2 separate regions of the Danio rerio genome follow, and region 1 is linked to region 2. Evidence: chromatin contacts called from public HiCAR-type data. All regions are on one chromosome and are shown on one strand. The core of a region is the stretch at or near the end of the contact, and the rest is flanking DNA. Distances in the headings are between cores, read along the strand shown.

The links. HiCAR-type assays count read pairs that join an accessible place to other places.
Region 1: a contact with region 2 is called in a HiCAR-type map of caudal fin, with 7 times the contacts expected there. The contact joins the promoter of tcerg1b here to the promoter of crebrf in region 2. A contact is called at or near these places in 2 of 18 Hi-C or Micro-C datasets (hematopoietic stem cells and an unstated tissue) and 2 of 4 datasets of contacts at active chromatin or transcription factors (caudal fin and embryo).

Annotation. Positions count from the first base shown.
Region 1 is chr21:45,480,046-45,482,745 of GRCz12tu, reverse strand. tcerg1b (transcription elongation regulator 1b (CA150)) reads left to right here and starts at 1,434. Exons shown (of 20, transcript XR_012396929.1): 1 at 1,434-1,493.
Region 2 is chr21:45,254,387-45,257,086 of GRCz12tu, reverse strand. It overlaps crebrf (creb3 regulatory factor), which reads left to right and starts at 1,366. Exons shown (of 9, transcript XM_005170286.6): 1 at 1,366-1,485. It overlaps LOC141379917 (a long non-coding RNA gene), which reads right to left and starts at 1,885. Exons shown (of 4, transcript XR_012396939.1): 1 at 1,679-1,885.

The sequences.
Region 1 (2,700 bases), core at 185-2,684, 230 kb before region 2:
CGCACGCATGTACTCTACCGTTCAAAAGTTTGGAGAAGTTGTTTTTTATTCTGTTCATCAAGGCGGCATTTATTAAATGTAAAAAAAATGTATAATATTTATACAAATTTTAAATAATTGCTTTCTTAATGTAGTTTCAAATAAAATTATTACTTCAGTCGTTATTGCTTTTAATCCTATTACCATAAATAATATTAATAATTTCTCTAAATGATTTCACTAAAAAGCTAAAAATTTATTTAAAACACTGGAATAAATCATTGAATTAAATAAACTACTTTTGAATTTGCACTGTATTTTGGATTAAATAAACTTATTTGAAAACATTTAAAAGTCAGACTGACCCCAAAGTCATATATATATATATATATATATATATATATATATATATATATATATATATATATATATATATATATATATATATATATATATATATACACACAGACACACATATACATATATGTATCCCATTGAACACTTTAAAGGCAAAAAGCCTCATGATGGGCACAAACTGTTGCAAAACACTGCTGAAATTGCAGCCTGGGCAGAAGGGACTACCAGATGGAGTGGAGCCGTGGAATCAAGCTTCCAACCAAACGCTTGTACATCAAATCAATATATATATATTGAGTAGGGATATTACTCTTTGAATATATATAACATGCGCAAAACACTAAGAAATATACTTTAAACAATACAAATAAAACAGATTTAATACGAATTAATATAACACTCCTGAGATAAATAAGTTATAGTTCTGAACTTTAATAATAAAGGTATAAAATAACTTTATAAATAACATTAAATAAAGGTATAAAATGCTGCGCTACCTACCTACTTTATTAAGTCACAATGACCTCTGGGGCTTTGAGCGAGTTTTGCGCTCAAGTCTGCATTGATGCATCCTCGATATCAAGAACACATATCTTTGTTTTTGCTGTCTTGAACTGAACATGGTGGTTAACGACGTTAGACGAGAACACAAGGACGCAAGATCGCTGAAGAACGCTTATTAAGAAACAGCCATTATCTTCAGCAGGTACAGTGTGAAAACTCTGGCTGATGTACGGCTGCTTCTCACTCAGGGCTGTCTATGCTAATGAGGGCAAGATCGTCACGAATGGGCGGGGCTTACCCTCCAATAGCATGTACAAAGAAAAAATATCAGTGTTTCTCCAGACTGTTTATGAAGTGTGATTATTAAAAATATAATCAATTAATTTTTACAATTAGAGGCTGGTTATATTTACACACTGATGCCACACAACTGTGTTTAAATCGCTTATAAATTTAGATGTTTGCATAATAGGTGCCCTTTAAATCAATATTGCTTTAAAGATGACTTTTAATAAGCAGTAAATCCAGCCAATAGCGTGAAGGACGGTGTGAGGAAGCGCTTCACCGACAGGAAGTTTAGCTGTGGCGTGTTTAGTTTCTGGAGCTATGGCGGAGAACATAGAAGCAGAGAGCGCTCAGCTCGGGGAGAACAGGTCAGATAACAACTGAGACTACTAAGTTACACGAGCCAGTATAACAACAATACATTCATGCAGAAATCTCCTTACATTTTATACCCTAGCTATACAGCAGGTGTTTCTTTAGAGCTAGTTTTTGGGGGAAATACGCTGGCACAGTTAGCATTCTTGCTAGCTTTCTGAGCATCCAGTATGTTTGTTGTTCTGTTTTTATAGTTCACGCGTGACTAAAATGCACAACGAGCAAAACCATACACTTCAGAACAACATCAAATTGCGAATATTTTGTGGTAATGTAACATCAAATGGTTTGTTTGACAATTTGTTGGCTATTCATGTCATGGCTTGCTAACTTTAGCCCACTGGCATCTTTACGACAGCGATCCTTTTAATGCTTAAGTGACATTTCACATGTTGGGATGTCTTTGTGATTAATTAAGCTATATTTAGTTTATTTTCAAGCAGTTTAAATAGGAATATAGTCGATAACTTATACGATTTTCAAATGAGCATTTTAAGGGTTTGGGTTGATCATGAATGATCATGAAGACCATAAATTAATGTCATGATAACTTTGGTTGTGATTTATCACCACATATTTGTGCGCTATATTAGATTATATACAATTGTAGAAACTAATACTGAACCATATAATGTATTCAATTATTTATTTTATATTATCAGTGGTGGAAAGAGTACTGAAAAATCATACTCAACTACCATTACTTGCCAAAAAATGTAGTGCAAGTAGAGTAAAAGTATCTGTTGTAAATATTACTCAAGGTATGAATAAAAAGTGTACCTTTTAAAAGTACTCATGAGTAGTGAGTATTACGCTGTGAAAAGCTGATGCATTTACATGTAAGTTTTGAATGTGTAAACATAACATTCTGTAGTGCATTTAGTTATTACCCAGCAGGCACACAACATCATAAGATGCTAATATTAGGTTAGATTTAGGTCGTGATGTCAGGTGACAAAAATTCTGTGTCTAGTCAGCGTCTAACTGTGTTCACACCATAGGCGGTGAGAGCGTCAAAGGTCGCTCCATTAATTTCGTATTTATTCATTCATTTTCTTGTCGGCTTAGTCTCTTTATTAATCGGGGGTCGCCAAAGCGGAATGAACCGCCAACTTATCCAACACTTGTTTTACGCAGCGGATGCCCTTCCAGCGGCAACCCATCTCTGGGAAACCCATACACACTCATACACTACGTACA
Region 2 (2,700 bases), core at 117-2,616:
AAACAGATAAACCAACAAGACAGACAGACAGACGGGATGGATAGATAAGCAGTTAGACAGACAGGATAAACAGATAAACTGACAAGATAGATAGTCAGACAGGATAGATAGCTAAACCGACAAGATAGATAGACAGACAGGGAAGGTAGACAGACAGACAGACTGAATGAACTCATAAACCGACAAGACAAAGAGACAGACGGGATGGATAGATAGATAGATAGATAGATAGATAGATAGATAGATAGATAGATAGATAGATAGATAGATAGATAGATAGATAGATAGATAGATAGATAGATAGATAGATAGATAGATAGATAGATACATGATGATGGATGGAAAGACAGACGGACGGACAAATAGAGAGACAGACTTGATCGATAGATAAAAAGACAGGCAGGATAAACAGATAAACCGACAAGATAGATAGACAGACAGACATAATGGATAGACAGAGAAACAGACAGGATAAACAGATAAACTGACCAGATAGCTAGACAGACAGACAGACAGAAAGATAGATAGATAGACAGACAGACAGACAGACAGACAGACAGACAGACAGACAGACAAACAGTCATGATAGATAGATAAACAGACAGACAGGATAAACAGATAAACCGACAGGATATATAGGTAAACAGACAGACAGACAGGATAAACAGATAAACCGGCAAGATAGACAGACAGACAGACATACATACATACAGATAGACAGACAGACAGACAGACAGACAGACAGACAGACAGGATAAACAGATAAACCGGCAAGACAGACAGACAGACAGACAGACAGATAGATAGATAGATAGAGAGAGAGAGAGAGAGAGAGAGAGAGACAGACAGACAGACAGACAGACAGGATAGAAAGGTAGACAGACAGACTCTATGTAGATCCCAGCTCTAACCTCTCTGGGCATTCACTTAAACTACTTGAAGAACATCCTGAGATGCTGTTCCAACATTCCTGGAGAAGTTCCCATCTATTCAGAACACTTGTGCTGCTGGCTGTCTTTCCCTCACAACCAAATCCAAGAAAAAGAAAAACGTTATCAAAAGAAATTCATACAACTGCACATCAAAGATTACAAAAAATATTTTAATTTCTGCCTGTGGTTAATATAATATAATATAATATAATATAATATAATATAATATAATATAATATAATATAATATAATATAATATAATATAATATAATATAATATAATATAATCACCGTTAAGTAGTGTATGAAAGCTCTGCACAAAGATATTTAAATGACTTGTTTTTCTGATGAAAGAGCGCTCGCCGTGATTGGCCAGTGCAGAAGCACGTGACGAGGCAGTCACGCGCTTTCCAGGAACCCGTCAGGAAGAAGATAAACAAAACAAACCAGAGAGGAAGACGGCGTGGATTGAGAAGAAATGACATTAAGTTTTCCTAAAGACGAGTAAAATTGGAGTTACCACCTATTTTCGCTAGTGCGTGGGTAGCTTGAAGGTGAGTCACCTTTTTGACTATGACAGCGCTGTGAAGCGTGTGTGGACAGTTGTTTGAGGATGATCAAAACATTGCTTCTTGTAGCTAGCTCTCGGGCTAAGTTTCGCTAGCAGAGGGGAGGGACACGGAGGCCATAGTGTGAAAGCAGCGCTCCAGTTCCTTTTTAAACTCTAACCAGTTTTCATTTGTTTACCTCACTGGTTGTGGGATAATATGTGTGGTCTGTCATCCTGAGGTGCCCGTTTGTCCTTTCAGATCAATATTTTCCCCCGGCGGTTGCTTAGCTGGCGCTGAGTAAGGGCAGAAGATGTTGCTTGTTAGCTTTCAGTTACACAAGAACTTCTAGAACATTACTCCCCGAGTCTAGTCCTGGAGGACACCAGCAATGCAGCTCACATTTGAGTTGACACACCCACACCTCATATTCAAATCTGAATTGATGTGCTGATCATCTAAATTAGACGTGCTTAATGCGTATTTGGATACTGCACTTTCACAATAGTGAAATCAGTGTGTATTTATTGGAGGTTAGTTAGGCTGGAGTGTTTGTGTGTGTTGTGAATCTCCATGGACGAGTCTGTCAAGCCGTACATTATCACAATAAACATGCTACTGATTGAATTGACACAATTACACACAGATTAGTTGTTTAAAAGTTGAAAACGCCTGATAAATGGAATTAAAAGCAATGCTAGGCTATGGTGAATTGATTGATCACTCGAGTTGATGGGTGATTTGTAGACTTGTGTGTTTATAGATGATCAACCCGACATGTCTATAAGGGTACACGCCCCCCATCTGCACGATGCAAAGTGAAATCGAAACACGATAGTTTCCCTGATATCAGCAATGCTTTGGAATACTCTTAACTATGCTAAATGAGTTTAATATGTTTTGTTTGTGCACCTAAATATCTTGAAATATATATTTCAGATGCGTTTGAACTGCTCGTTTTTATCGTAGGATAATGCTCATTAACTTAGCTACTTGATGAGTTCATAATTTGTCTGTGAGCTAACTTTATGCGGGAATAACGCTTTGCATTCCATCTGTTTACGTAACGTGGGGAGGCCCGCAATATTGTTTGTTGCTTGTTGACTCAACCGAGCGCTATGGGGCGGGGCGTTTATGCGCAATTGCTCATGATCGACAGCGAGCCTTTCTGTCGTATATACGCGGAGGCGGGCTGTGTATTTGCATACAGCCAATCAGAAA